Linked DNA regions of Mus musculus: region 2 is linked to region 1. Evidence: chromatin contacts called from public Hi-C data. All regions are on one chromosome and are shown on one strand. The core of a region is the stretch at or near the end of the contact, and the rest is flanking DNA. Distances in the headings are between cores, read along the strand shown. Region 1 overlaps Bach2 (BTB and CNC homology, basic leucine zipper transcription factor 2). Region 2 overlaps Bach2 (BTB and CNC homology, basic leucine zipper transcription factor 2).

Region 1 (7,799 bases), core at 3,892-6,391:
GTTTCTGTTGTTGTGTCTCCCTTTTCATTTCTAATTTTGTTAATTGGGATAATGTCTCTGTGTCCTCTAGTTCGTCTGGCTAAGGGTTTATCTATCTTGTTGATTTTTCTCAAAGAACCAGCTCCTAGTTTTGTTAATTCTTTGTATAGTTCTTTTTGTTTCTGTTTGGTTGATTTCAGCCCTGAGTTTGATTATTTCCTTCCATCTACTCCTTGAGTGTATTTACTTCTTTTTTTTTTTCTAGAGCTTTCAGGTGTGCTGTCAACCTGCTTGAGCATGCTCTCTCCGAGACACTCGGAGCTATGGGTTTTCCTCTTAGGACTGCTCTCATTGTGTCCCATAAGTTTTGGTATAATGTGTTTTCGTTTTCATTAAATTCTAAAAGTTTTTAATTTCTTTATTTCTTCATTGAGCAAGTTATCATTGAGTAGAGCGTTGTTCAGCTTCCATGTGTATGTGTGCTTTCCCTTGTTTTCTTGGTATTGAAGACCGGCTTTACTCCATGGTGATCTGATAGGATGCATGGGATTATTTCAATCTTCTTGTATCTGTTGAGGCCTGTTTTGTAACCAATAATATGGTCAGTTTTGCAGAAGGTACCATGAGGTGCTGCGAAGAAGGTACATTCATTTTGCTTTAGGATGAAATGTTCTATAAATAATCTGCTAAACCCTTTAGGTTCTTAACTTCTATTAGTTTCACTGTGTCTCTGTTTAGTTTCTGTTTTCATAATCTGTCCATTGCTGAGAGTGGGGTGTTGAAGTCTCCTACTATTATTGTGTGGGGTGCAATGTGTGCTTTGAGCTTAAGTTTCTCTTATGCATGTGTGTTTCCTTGCATTTGGAGCACAGATCTTCAGAATTGAGAGTTCATTTTGGTAGATTTTTCCTTTGACTAGTATGAAGTGTCCTTCCTTATCTTTTTTGATAACTTTTGGTTGAAAGTTGTTTTTATTAGATACTAGAATGGCTACTCCAGCTTGTTTCTTGGGACCATTTGCTTGGAAAACTGTTGTCCAATGTTTTACTCTGAGGTAGTGTCTGCCTTTGTCACTGAGGTGCATTTCCTATATGAAGCAAAGTGCTGGATCCAGTTTACATATCCAGTTGGTTAGTCTATGTCTTTTGTGGGGGAATTGAGCCCATTGATATTAAGAGATATTAGAGAAAAGTAATTGTTACTGCCTGTTATTTTTGTTGTTAGAGGTGGAATTATGTTTGTGTGGCTTTCTTCTTTTGGGTTTGTTGAAAGATTACTTTCTTGCTTTTTCTAAAGTGTAGTTTCCCTCCTTGTGTTGGTGTTTTACAACTTTGTAGGGCTGGGTTTATGGAAAGAGATTGTGTAAATTTGGTTTTGTCATGGAATATCTTGGTTTCTCCATCTATGGTAATTGAGAGTTGTGCTGGGTATAGTAGCCTGGGCTGGCATTTGTGTTCTCTTAGGGTCTGTATAATCTGCCCAGGATCTTCTAGCTTTTATAGTCTCTGGTGATGAGTGTAGTGTAATTCTGAGAGGATTGCCTTTATATTGACCTTTTCCCCTTACTGTTTTTAATATTCTTTCTTTGTTTTGTGCATTTGGTGTTTTGATTATTATGTGTCCGGAGGAATTTCTTTTCAGGTTTAGTCTATTTGGAATTCTGTAGGCGTCTTGTATGTTCATGGGCATCTCTTTCTTTAGGTTAGAGAGGTTTTCTTCTATAATTTTGCTGAAGATATTTACCGGCCCTTTAAGTTGGGAATGTTTGCTCTCTTCTATACCTTTTAACCTTAGGTTTCATTTTCTCATTGTGTCATGGATTTCCTGGATGTTTTTGGGTTAGGAGAGTTTTGCTTTTTGTGTTTTGACTGTTGTGTCAATGTTTTCTATGGTATCTTCTGCACCTGAGATTCTCTCTTCTATTTCTTGTATTCTGTTGGTGATGCTTGCATCTATGGCTCCTGATCTCTTTCCTAGGTTCTCTATCTCCAGGGTTGTCTCCCTTTGTGATTTCTTTATTGTTTCTATTTCCATTTTTAGATGCTGAATGGTTTTGTTCCATTCTTTCACCTGTTTGGTTATGTTTTCCTGCAATTCTCTAAGAGATTTTTGTGTTTCCCCTTTAAGGGCTTCAAGCTGTTTTACCTATGCTCTCCTGTATTTCTTTAAGGGAGTTATTTATGTCCTTCTTAAAGACCTATATCATCATCATAAGAAATGATTTTTAGATCCAGATCTTGCTTTTCCAGTGTGATGTTGTTCCAGGACTTCCTATGGTGGAAGAATTGGATTCTGATAATGCCAGGTAACCTTGGTTTCTGTTGATTGTGTCCTCATGCTTACCTCCTGCCATCTGCTTGTTGCTAGTGCTACCTTCCCTCATTATATCTGACTGGAGCCTGTCCTTCCTGTGATCCTGGTTGTGTCAGAACTCCTCAGAGTCCAGCTTTCTCTGGCATCCTGTGATTCTGGGATCCTGGGATCCTGGGATCCTGGGATCCTGAGATCCTGGGTATGTCAGAGCTCCCATTAGTCAAACTACCTCTGGGACCCTGATATCCTGGTGTGGCCAAGCTCCTGGGATCATGTGATCCTGCGATCTTGGTCATGTTAGAGGCCCTGAGAGTGGAGCTTCCTCTGGGTGTTGTAGGAGTGGCTATGGAGTTTGCGACCAATGTCTGAACAAGTACATTTTAAAGTAAAACTCATGTCTTTATGTTTTGCTGATGAGTGTGTGGTGGTAAAGAACTCACACAGTTTGGTGCCATACCAGCTTCCTGCTGAGGCACCAGAGTTTTACCAACCATTGTGTTTGCAGCCTTGGTGGAAATGCCAATGCTGTGGAATAGTCATTAAGCTTCTTTGTATTGCAAGGTGAGCATCAGTACTGTGAAAAATAAACTACAAAATTCAAACCCTTTGAGACACTGACATGATAACACAAGAACAAAAGTCCATACCAAGTGCAAAGTCCCAGTCACAGTGTAGAAGCACAGGGGATATTGTACGGAATGAAGCCAGGTGTCAGGAGCCATGGCTGGGCGGTTATGAGCACTAGCTGCTCTTCCAGAGGTTCCTGGTTTAATTCCCAGCACCCAAATGTTGATCACAACTGCCCATAACTCTAGTTCCAGGGGATATGATGCCCATGTCTCACCTCCTCGAGCACCTGAAACACACATGGTGCACATACATACATGCATACAGTCCAAATACTCATACATGTAAAAATAATTTACCTTCAGGTTATATATGCATGAGGTATATATGAGACATAAATTATCTTTCTTCAGACTTAGGTCCTGTCCCAAGACAGCTCATTATGTACTTGCAAGTATTCCAAACTCTGAAGCAGTCTAAAATCTCAAATTCTCTTGGTCCCTAGGATTTTGCATAAGTGATACTTGACATGTAGTATGAAAATAGTATTGGTTTAACTGGCATTCTGAACAAGCAAACAATCCTAGAGATACACATAGATCCTTTGTCAGAGAGTCCTGTGTTTCTTCCTATGTGTCACTTGGTTCTACACGAATGTTTAGACAGGCGTCATCTGTAGTCCTCCGCTGACTTTCTTTTGTGTCACCCTATTCTGTCTTTATGGTAGAACTTGGGACTATTGAGTAGTTTACTGTTCATTTGCTTGGGTGTTTATTGTCTGTCTCAAGACCTGACATATGAGTCTGTCCTAGTCAGCACAGTAACTGTTTCTGAAACCTAAAGCACTCGGTAAGTGTCCATGGGTTAGTTAAGTCAGGTTGAAGTGACACATAAGGATCAGCTCTTCAGCATTTCACTTTCGGAGAGGTTCATGGCTAGAAATAGCTAGTTTTACTCATTCTGGCTTCTCTAGATAACAACAGAGGGAACCTTTGATCTCAGTGCCTTCCAGCATTGACTCTGTCCCACCAGGATCCTCGAGTTGGATATTATTTAACGGGGGTTACAGAAAAAGCACCTGAGGGACAAGCTCTGTTTCCAGTATGAAGAGCTAGTGAGTGTTCTGTTCTAGAACTGAATTCACACCCTTCAGCTTCCTCCCAGGCGAAATAGGGAAGAGATGGATGCATACCGAGCCACTACCAATGACAGCTCTCGGTGCCAAAGTTGCAGGAGCTGCCTGCCAAATGATCAGGCAGTAGTCATTCAGAAAGTGTTTGTTAGAGGGATTTTTTTTTCAGAATTAAAATTGAAACTGAAGTTGCAACAAATGAGCAGCAGATTTTTCAGAATTAATTTTTTGTACATTTTAGAAACGTTTGCTTCAGTCTTCAATTCCCGAGAAACCATTGTATCTATTCAGTCTTTCGCACAGAAGTTCTCAGGATCTTTCCTAAGAACTGGCAATGAGATTCATAGTTCATTCGCCCCAAAAAATGTATGTTTATGCTTGAGAACTTGTGACTGATTATCGTGTCGGTTTAAAGACAGTGGACCAAACCCTCGTCTCAGCTTTTCTCCCCTTAACTTTATAGCATAGAAAATCTGTAGTGGGATGCCTGGGAGTCAGGTGGAAGCCAACAGTAGAATGTGGGATGTGCATCCAACCACTCACTGCCTAGGGGAAGCTGTGTTTGTTTCTGGTGTTCAGTATTTGAAATCTTTAACAGCAAGAATAGATGTAGACAGCCACTCTAGGATTCTGTGTTCACCCTGAGTTCTCTAACTCAAACTGAAGGTCAGTGCCCAGCCAAGTTTGACTTCTGAGGGCATTTCTAGGGAAACTCAGAGCTAGCTTACCTACAAGAGATAACGGTGTGATTTCTGAAAGTTACACTGCTGTCTATTTCCACACGTATCATTTAGCTTAACTTGGCTTTAGTTACACTGTAAACTTGCCTGGGAATGTCAAAAGTGGTGAGTGTTGGAGCCAGACCCAAGTTTTAAAAAAATGAATGGAGCACTCTAAGGTTCTCCACTCTATCAAGGAAGCCATACAAGTGGGAGCAGGGGGAAGAAGTGATATTGAAAACTAAAGTTCAAAGGATGGGGTTCCAGCTGCAGAATAGCACTGGCGCTGAGTCCTGGGTGGGGAGGGAGCAATGCCTTTGGACTGGTGTTTACAGCCTCGGCTTCCCAAGAATGAGCTGTACACGGGCCAGAGTAGTTGAAGCTCGGGTTAGACTCTTAACAGCTTGGAGAAAGGAAGTGCCTATGCTGCACAGAGGAGACTCACACACAGGACACCCACACACAAGCAGCTCTCTCTGATTAACTTTCTCGACACAACCTAAGTCTGTGGAAATGAAGCGCTCATTGGTTAAGGTCCAAGCTAGGCCTCTGCCAATACCTGCTCAGGCTTCCATTTCATTGTTGTTATAGTGTGAAAACATCACAGTCTCCCCTTCCACATGGGAAGTGAGGTATTTGAGGTATGTAAAGGAACCATCTAATGTGCTGGTCTTTACAACCCTTTGTGGTCCCTGTTCCCTAGAGGGCATCTTTGCACTGTGGACATCCCCCATCAGTAAGACAAGGCCCATAGCTGGTGATATGCATGTAATAGACATGTGGGAATGTCCTGAGGCTCACTGTCTCCCATTCCTCCCCCAACCCTAGAGAACACTCACCATGGAGAGTCATCTCTGTAGCCCCTCAGGCTCTTACTGGCAGCTAATGCTCATTCTAAGTCAACATTTTACCTCCTTGAGGTATGGATAGAACACTTTGGAAGGCTCCAGATAATCAAACTTCATCATCGGGTCGTCGGTGGTCATTTTGAGAACTACACAGGGATGCAGTAGGGTTTCTGTGATGGTGGGGAGCAGAAATGAGCCAAGTCACCATGCCTTTAGAGAAAAGAGGCCTAGAAGACTACAGAAATGGAGATCGGAGAAATCAAAAGCGGCTCGAGCCATTAAACATAAGGCAATTCTAACGCCTGTGATTAGAACAAAAAATAGTGGTGTGCGAAACTATATGTTTTTGAGAGAAATACTAATTGCAAAATGTGTGGGGAAGAAAACTTCACAGAGGCGGTTCTGTCAATGTCATCTTCTCATTGTGCCTTTAATGCGGTTATATGGGCCTATGGGCCTGAGAAGCTAGTGTTTGGGTGATACAGTATTTGAAATGATTTAAGAAAACATGGCAAAACCCTGCTTTTGATTTCTAAGAAATCCAGCTTGGACGTCTCGGCTTCCACAAAACAGGAGTGTATAGCAAGTCCTACTATTTTGGTGGAAGGATGTGTGCCTGTTTCCTCAGGAGAAAGGATGACACACTACAGATAAAATGCCCAAGATGTTGAAATTGTACTCTACCCCCTTCTTGATTTCAAACACGTTGTGCACATGGTTCATCTCATTTCTTCCCGAGACTCACTCTGGTGATCTCTGCCTCCCCCTACACACTTACAAGATGTTCACTGGGAGAAGTGCTTAGCTACAAAGCTGCCTAAAGTAAGCTGGGGTACCCCACAGGTACAGGGCAGCTGCTCCAGACACCTCCTGTGGGCAGTTCTGAGGCCAAAGGGGAAAAAAATCTAAATGGACCATCTCTGCAGGAAGAAAATAAAATTCTTTGTATTCTCCTTCCTGAACGTGTTTCTCTTATGTCCAATTTCTGATAGACTCCAATTATATCAACTTGTCGACCTCCTCCTTCCTGCCTACATACTTGCTTATTCATTCACCCAGGCCACGTGAGCTCGCTCCCAGGATGATCTCATCCAGTTGTGTGGGTTTTAAATCATCTCTAGACTCAAGGCTCCCACTTTACCTCTCTAGAATTAACCCTGTCCCCTGGTCCTTTTGATCCCTTCCTAGGGCCATCCATGGGATGTTGAGTCTGAGCACACCTCCTCTCACTCCCAAACCCGAGCCTCTCCCTGGGGTTTCCCGTTCACCAAAGCCACCCCGGGCCATCTGGTCACTTACTTGGAACTTCTCAGAGCCATCATTAACTCTATTCCTTTACTTCCTCCACCTACTCATTAGCACATCTTACCAGTCGCACTTTCTAAGCACTTGTGGAACCCGGCCACTTTGCCATCTTTTTTGCTGTTTCCTCCCTCTTCTGATCCATCAGCTAGACCGTTTGCTAATACTACCCAGGAGCTTCCACCATGCCTCCCTGCCAGCCCATTCCACTTAAACATCAAAGTGATCATTTTGAAGCATAAATGAAATCCTATACAACTCACCCACTATTGTTATACATAGACTTCAGACTACTCGCAAACCTCCACGTACCCTGCCAGCGCTTCACCTTTGTAACCCTCTCTGTCCATGACCTCCAGCCACTCTGGAAGGTTAGCATAGTGTCAAGCCTGCTCATTCTATAAAGTTGTTGAACAAGCCACTTATTTTGCTCTCTGAAATCTACATGGTCTGCTCACTCGAGTCACACAGAATCTGCTCAAGGGACTTACTGTGACCAAGATGCCAAATGCAAGACCCCATCCCGAGTTCATCCACTCTCTTGTCATGCCTACACTTTTCTCTCTATCACATTCTGCTGGGAAACTGTCTGTATATTGATGTTTCTCCTGAGGGTAAGTGCTCCCTGAGACATGTTCCCTCGCTTTGTTCCTGCTGCATGCCCAGGTACCTAGAGGAAAGTATGACATAAGACATGGAATGTTGGAGACAGCCAGTATTCACTGAATGCCCATCTTTGTTGTAGGTGTTCTGATACAGTAAAAGAAACCAGAAGGAAAATGGGATTCTGCCCTAGGGAACTCACCCCTTGGGTGGCAGAGACAGACAAGTACGCATCTCTGTGGTTCTGTGGCTGGGTAGTGTAGCTCCAGCTTGAAACCCCCAACTGTGCCCGCAGGAATCGGAAAGGTAGCCAGAAAGAGCTGACATTTGAGATTA
Region 2 (7,799 bases), core at 3,157-5,656, 74 kb after region 1:
AAAAAATTAAAATAGTGACTCAGTATAAATAGAGTGTGATCATCTCATTTGAGCAAGTGTAGAATCTGTAATGCTCAAAGAGCATCATTGATACAAGGACCAAACCAGCAGCTGCTGGACTAGAAGACAAGCCCCCTTTTGCGCTCCACACACATGCAGTTACACAAACGTAAGATTGTAGCATTTTATTGGTTGTGATCGTTGCGGCTTATAGATCTTTTCTGGTTTATTTCGAGTCTTACACTGGTAAGAGCTTAGGCCACTGTAGTGAGAGCAGCATCCAGTGCCCTGCTGTGAAGATCTCCTCCAAGACAACAGGACTATGTCAGAAAGAGAACAAGGGACAGCGAGGACCTGGCCTGTGTCTGATGCGCTCTCTCTTACTCTTTATTTTTGCTTCAGTTCTTCACTCCAGTCCTGCTTCACAAAGAGCACTCAAGCTTGTCCTCCTGCATAGTAACACTGGAGCAGGTTTCGTTCTCTGGTGGCTTCCCAACAGTGGGTGATCCTGCTTGCTATAGGAGAAGTGACATTCGGGCATGACAACATGAATTAAGGATGGAATTTACCAATGGACTCTTAATTTCCTAGCTTTAGTGATTCTACAGTAGACTTAGCATGTTCTAGCTGGGAGGAAAAGCCCGAGCCTTAGTTTACGTGTGTATCTGTCGCTAAAACAGCATTGGATCAGTTAAATCGGGCTTGGTTTGCTCCTGTAGTATAGACACTGTATGATAAAGAAAAATATTTCGTGTCTTGTCAGTTTTTCACTGGGATTTCTGAAAGCTAGTGTTCCTTTCTGCTGTTAGATCTGAAATGGGGATAAAAGCCCTTTGTTTTGATAAGCAGGACTTTTTCCCCCCTCTGAAACTTCCTCATTTCCAAGACGTCTTAAGAGAGATACCTCCATATGCACAAAGATCTCTGTAAATGACACAGACTCTGAAGGAGGTTCTTGGAGCCAATTATTTAGCGAGTGGTTGCTGAAACGAAGACAGAAGGGAGATGTGTACTTGCAGACAGGAGCCAAGCCGAGAAAGAAGAAACCAATCAATCTAACTACACGTCCTGTACGCCAGGCCAGCCCAGAATAGTAAGCGAAGTCAGAAAGACTTTGGTAACAGGAACAGTAGAAGAAGGAGGGACTTGGATTTTTTTTCCCAAATAAATACTATGTTTTGCAGAAATATTTCAGTAAGAGAGAGAAAAGGTTTAAAAAAAATGTAAGAAAAAGATGAAGTTGTAACCGTCTATCATGACAAGGGATGGCAGTCATTAGACACAGTCTCAGTCAGGTTTAACCCAGGATAGTTCCCAGCCCAGCAAGTAGGAGATGACCAGCCCTGATCATTTTTGTCCCTGTGTTCCATTGGTGAGTTCTGCCTTTTCAGATTCCTTTGAAAATGTAAAGAAAAAAAAAATCTGCGTCTGAAGCTTTGTTTGGTTGGCTCTTTGTGTAAGATAAGACCTGCCTTTCCCCAGAAACAACCTCACGAAGGCGCAGACCAACAGGGTTCTTTTCCGTGGTACCAGGAGCCAGGATTGAGTCTGGTCAGAAATCACTGTCAGCTCATCCTGGCTTGCTACCGCTGCGACTACACTCTGGTTTTTATGACTAACTCTCTCGGTAAAACATACATCCACTCCACTTCCACACTTCAGATTGCGGGTGGAGGACATCTACTTTCTGAAGGGCAGCTCTCAAGACAGACTTATTGAACCTCACAAGGCTTGCCAGCTATCACGGGCTGGCACAGTAACATGTCCCCAAAGTCCTAGCTACTTGGGAGACAGAGGCAGGAAGATCACTTGAATCTTGGAATTTAAAAGTAACCTGGGCACCATAACATTAATGCGTATGCCTGAAAATTATTGAAAATTATTTTAAGCCTCCTGAAGTGATAACATTTGCATCAGTTGGGATGCAACTAAGCATTCATTTTTAAGATTTATTTTAGTTGTGTGCATTCATATATGTGTGTTCCTATGCATTCATCTGTGTGTGTGTGTGTGTGTGTGTGTGTGTGTGTGTGTGGCCAGAAGAGAAATATGTATGCCCTGCTGCTGGAATTACAAGCAATTGAAAGCTACCTGATATGGGTGCTGGGAACTAAACTCAGATCCTATGTAGAATCCATACCCTCTTAACTGTTGAGCCGTCTCTCCAGTCCCTAAACGTTCCTGAAGTACTTTTGTAAACAGTGGTACCTATATACCTCAAGTTTTGGTCACACCATGACCCACTTAAAAAAAAAAAAAGAGTCACCTATGCTTAGGTAAGCTTTATTAGCAAGGCCAGCATGTGATAATATAATAGTCATAACAACCTTGCCTCAGCACCATTCAGTTGGCTTCAAGGAAAGATGTTACTCAAGAGTACAGCATGGTGCATGGGAACTAAGGACGCCTGGGTGTTTTCCTCCTGTAATGTACTGAGAACCATAGATTCTTAGTCTTAAAGACATGTGACCAAACACTAAGGAAAAAGGCTATTGTTGTTTTGTCTTCCGTATGTCCAGTGTGTCTAATGTAGAGGAAGAGGTAGTGGTGGGGGTGGTGCTGGTGCTGGTGCTGGTGCTGGTGCTGGTGGTGGCGGCAGCCTTTATTGAACAGTTACTTTATGGTGCATTGGGTTCTCCTATACACATTTAGCACATGGACTCTATAGGATTGTGATACTAAATTGCCACATGCCAAATAAGAAAACTGAGGCGGAAAAGTTTCATTAAATTGCTACAATGTCAGCTTCTCAACCGAGGACATGGGATAGCATCTCAGACAGCCCGGCTCCATGGCCCAGGTTCTGAATCCTCACATCAGAGATGGAAACAGTTAACACTCAATAAGCAAATAAGATCGTCTGTGCTTTAACAGCTGGGGAGATGAAGTCCAGGGTCTCCTGCCTGGCCGCTGTACACCCTTGGGGAACGGCATCCCCTGTAGCTCATGGTCCCCAGGAACCACACAGAAGGCATCGTGAACCTAAACTAGGAATGTAGTTTTATATAAGGAATGATGTGAGAAAAAAAATAAAAGAAGTTGAAGAGCAGTTTACAATGGTAAGAGAAAACACCTGAAATTGGAATAAATCATCTCCACGTTTCTTTCATTTCACCCACAAATGCCTCTCTTCAATTCAGGTCACTTACTGGAGACCTTGCTTTTTTGGGTAACTAAACTTAGACAAACCTACTTCTGTCAGGGTCCCCCAAAAGACACCTGACACCTCAGGAATGTGACAGTAATCATTGTGTTATGCAGGGCCACACACACCCCAGAGCTGCCTGTGTCCTTGGTCCCTAAAGCCAATGCAGGTGGCACCCTACATGGCTAGGGGTCTGCTATGACAAGAGCATCCTGAGATGGGAGACCACCCTGGCTGACCTACTGGATTCAGTACACCTCCCTTGGAGAGGGAGGCATGAGACAGAAAGCCCAGTGTGGAGGTCAAATTCTACACAGCGGCTGGTGGAAAACGCTTCCGGGGCACAGACTGCCCCAGGAGAGCTGCCTCTCCCCTGCCTTCTTCTCAACCCTGGCGATGGCTGCCTTCAACATATCATCTCACTGTGCTAGTTCGCCTAAATTCTGCTCATCTGTATAATGTTTTCGTTTAAGAACGGGTTCATGACACATGGCTTTAATCTTATCACCTGGGCGGCAGAAGCAAGTGGGTCTCCCTGAGTCTGAGGTCAGCCTGGTTTACCCAGCATCCCACAGCAGCGGAGCTAAACAGTAAGACCCTGTCTCAGGAGTTTTGAGAGAGGGAAGAGGGGGATCCTCGAGTTCCATGGGAGCTTTTGCTTCATTTGTTTGTGCGGCTCCTGTGTCCGACAGTCCCTGGAGCACAGAATGAGTGACTGACCTTAACGGCTGGTCCTTCAAGAAATCTGTAGGCTACAGGACTGCACCCTGTCTTCCATCACCTGCCTGCCTTGGCTGTTTGAGAATCTCTGTATATTTCCTGTTGTAGCCACTACATGGTAAAAATAGCCCACATGGTTTCCAGCTGGAACTCATTTCCGTAAGTGCTGTGTCCAGGTTGTGACTCTGGTTAACTAGGAGCAGTGGGGAGTTGCGTTAGCCATCCAAGGTCTTGAACTGGCTGGTAGGTTGTTCTTACGACTGCCAACTCTTCCTCCTCCTGGCCTCCCTGTGTTCTTCCAGTGCTGCCTGTGTTCCAACCACAGTGGGAGCTCTCCTGGACTTCCGTAACTGGTTTGTCCCTGCCTAGGCTGGTCCCCAAATGCAGTCAGTGTGATCTCCCTAATGCTCGCCTGCATGGCACACTGCAGTGCCTCCCCATGGCCTGCCAACCTCTTTTGTGGTTGAGAATGGCCTTTCCAGTCTTGGGTCTGCTCCCTCCTCTCCAGCGTCATAGTTCCTCCTCCCCTGCTGCCGGAGTCCTGCCCCACAAGCCCTGTGCCCTAGTCTCTCCTGTGCCATTGCACATTGCTTTCTGCCAGCTCCAGCAGCCTATGAACCACTCCCTCGGGGTTAGATACCCTTCCACCAGCAGCTTTCTATTCTTACTACATCCTACCTGTTATTAGCTTGTAAGATCTGCTGACTTGTCCTGTCTCGTTAGTCCAGATCCTCACTAGCGAGGTACTCTTTCTTCATTTTTTTGGTGTGTGTGTGTGTGTGTGTGTGTGTGTGTGTGTGTGTGTGTGCGCGCGCACGCACATGTGCGCATATCTCCCTCTCTCCCGGCCCCTACACACACACACACACACACACACACACACACACACACTGCCCCGCCCCACCCCACCCCTACAATGGAACCACAGAAGATGGCTGGAATGAATTTGTTAAAGGAAGTGATTTGTACTCTACTTTGTAAAGTTATTTGTCACCCACATTGTCCCTGTAGGGGACACATAGCCTTTCCTGGGTGAGTGACACCTCAGCCTATGAACCTAATCCATACATATCTTCCTTTGGCACTTTCGCTCCAGAATCACTGTACCTTGTGGTGACAATGAGCCAGGAGAACTACAGAGTGTCTGTCTGTCTTAAGGGGTTACTTGTTGGTCAAGTTGGCAACTCATAAAATCCTCTTCCAGTACAATCCAGTCACCATTAAAAACCAGCCTCCAGTAACCAGCTAAGAAAAAATATCCTCTAGGTGATGGACAAACAACAGGCTCAGAGTCCCTTCCCCACCCCCAGGAAAGCACAGTTTGAATTTTACATGTTTGTTTGAGGCAGTTTGCCTCTCCAACCTCACCCTCTGACTTTTCCTTGTGACCCAGATATAGGAATATCTTGTGTTCTCTTGCTCCCTCTCCTGGCCTGGCCTGCCTTTAGCAAGAAGAGCACGCTCTTAGAATTGGCACCGACTGGGTGGTGGGGGTCTGAGCAGCTGAACAAAGCCACCAGCCAGCTCAGCACGGTTTATTAGAAGATCCACGGGAAACCAGCAACAAAGTCTTTTCTTCATATTTGCAGTGCAGCCTGACTGAGTGAGGAGGGGCGGTGCTGGCACTGGGAAGACATGAGCCTGGCATCCTTTCTAAGGGATGAAATGCTTCCCAGAAAAAAAAAAAGGGGGGGGGGGAGGCATTGCCCAAAAAAGCACTAGATAACTACCCTTTTTACAATGTCTCCCTGAGGACATAGAGAACCATGTATGCTGGTTACTCATTATCCAGTCTAGTGCAGTAATAACCCCTCTGATAGTCTACTCCTAACATGCACCAGACAAAGTCCTGTAACAGCTGGCCTATGTCATGGTGAGGAGCAGGACTATGCACCTTTCCCACCCAAAGATGGAATGTGAATGCTCTTCAGAGCCTGGCCACGTTGTGCATCCTTTCAGGCACACGGGCCTGAGACAGGACACAGGGCTTTCCCTGGTGATGGAGGGACAGCATTATAGCCCGCACTCTTCATGAGGAGAGCCAGGACATCACTGGTCTTCCGAAGGCTGACCCTGCTCCCTTTTTTATTGATCACATGGCTTCTTCTTAGGCGCTTCATAATCCTGCCAGTTCACCGTGTGTTGCTTTCCAAAATATCTTGCCTGCTAACCATACCGTCTTTCCTACTTTCCTTTCCTTTCTCATGCTGACCTAGGATGGCTTGACCAAATCTAAAGTTTTCCAACTTAGCAGACTGAGAACAGGACAGTTCAGTTTACAGAGTTCACTCTCCGCGCCTTCACTTTCCCACGAGCTCGCAGGCTGCTGCCCTCTGAGCTGCAGCTCTGGCAGAGTGTGTCCTATCTCAGCACCCATCTGCTCTGCTCTGTGGTGTCGTGCGCAGTGCCTGGCTTTCCCAAGGTGCCAAGCCCTTTGTGTTCTGTTGCCTCTTTCGAGACAGAAGGAAGACACTCATTCCGGGTGTTTATGGAAGGTCTTTTCCTAGAAAGCCACGAGGTTGTTCTTGTGTCTTTACTGAGGTCAGGGTCCCTGTGTGCGCAGAGCGGTGACTGATTTGTGTTAGTTCTGTGCCCTCTCATTACGCAGCCTGCTTCTGTTTCAGCTTAATATGTTAGAGAACACACTCACGCTCTTCCTCTCATCTATTGTCCCAGGAACTTTAACAATGGTGTGGGCGAACATTGAGACACCTGTTTCATGTGCCGTTTGCACAGTCTAAGTTCCTCCACGATAGAATTTTTTTTTTTTGCTTTCAAGTTTACGTTATGACCCAGAATAATGAATGTTCAAGTAATATTTTGTGCTGGTTAATTAGTAACATCTTATTTATAAAAGTTACCTAATTTATTCAGAATTCATGCAGAAAAAATACAAAGTGAGCATTTCTTTATGATCTAGTGGTTTCAGTCCAGTAGAGTAGTATTTGATTTGATAGGAAAATGTGACCTTTTGCTGATGTTATCGTCCTCTGAAATTTACAGAATCGTCTTCACCGTGCATATGTTTAGTAAACTTCTAGTATAGTCCATGCAGGAGGCACATCAAAACTTTAAGTTGAAGAACTCATTATCTAGAGAGAGATTGTGGAATATTCACATGATATGAAAGAACACTGGAAAACAGCTCTTACATGGTGGTCTGCTAGTAGTGTCTGTTGCCCAGGTCAAAAAAGGAAGGCACCAATTGAATTGGCACCTCCTTTATAGAGATTTCTCCTGGCTCCTTCATTCTCTGCCAATGGACACCCCACTCTGTCCTCCACAGTTTCCATAGGTACCATTGTCGTAGGGCTGTTGGAGAGGTCAGGTCCAAGTGCACCTAAGTACTTAGTACAGCGTCAGTAAATGCTAGAAGTCAAAAGCAAGGCTGAGCATGATTAGAGAAGACAACTAGAAGTACCAAAATGATGAGATTGAGGGAATTTTGGAAGTCATACAAGGAAGGCAGAAAGAAGAGAGTCCCTTCTCAAACAGACTGTGTCAGGAACGTTCACTCAGAGATTCTCCAACCTTCCCCTGACACTCCAGAGAGATCATGGAAGTATGGGGAGAGAGGAGACAGATAAGGCATTAGCAGGAAGGAGCATACATGGGCAAGGACCTGGCCGTGACTTCTGATTTGGCTTACATTTTCCCTACAATGGTGATGCAACCTAGAAATTGTTAAGCCCTGGTCTTCCATACTGATTACAGAATAAAATAATAATACTGTCCGGACACTTTCTAGCTTAGCTGAGGTTTTCAGAGCTGTGCCACACTGAAAGGTGGCTGCTTTTAAAATGTGTTGAGTGAGTTCTGTGGTTCCTGCCATCCAGAAACCAGATGCTTACTACAGAAGAGTGCATCCTGGCCAGCGTGGTTTTCACTGTGGTCCGATTTTCTCCTTCAGTAACTACAGTTCCATCAAAATACT

The links. A called contact is a pair of places that touch in the nucleus more often than the background predicts.
Region 2: a contact with region 1 is called in a Hi-C map of cortical neurons, with 2.1 times the contacts expected there. The contact joins two enhancer-like sites. A contact is called at or near these places in 6 of 484 Hi-C or Micro-C datasets (the HL-1 cell line, Th2 cells, cerebral cortex and 3 more), 2 of 115 datasets of contacts at active chromatin or transcription factors (bone marrow-derived macrophages and embryonic midbrain) and 1 of 9 other capture datasets (embryonic stem cells).

The regions. Positions count from the first base shown.
Region 1 is chr4:32,458,115-32,465,913 of GRCm38.p6, forward strand. The region is part of intron 1 of Bach2 (BTB and CNC homology, basic leucine zipper transcription factor 2); the gene reads left to right. Among named protein-coding and RNA genes, the nearest start is that of Bach2, 45 kb to the left of the region's middle. Within about 2 kb of position 5,142, at least 13 of the 459 cell types and tissues checked have an H3K27ac peak or open chromatin away from gene starts, as enhancers often do. A contact at or near this core is called in Th2 cells and cortical neurons, where this site is marked.
Region 2 is chr4:32,532,960-32,540,758 of GRCm38.p6, forward strand. All of the region lies in intron 2 of Bach2 (BTB and CNC homology, basic leucine zipper transcription factor 2), which reads left to right. Among named protein-coding and RNA genes, the nearest start is that of Bach2os, 35 kb to the right of the region's middle. Within about 2 kb of position 4,407, at least 67 of the 459 cell types and tissues checked have an H3K27ac peak or open chromatin away from gene starts, as enhancers often do. A contact at or near this core is called in Th2 cells and cortical neurons, where this site is marked.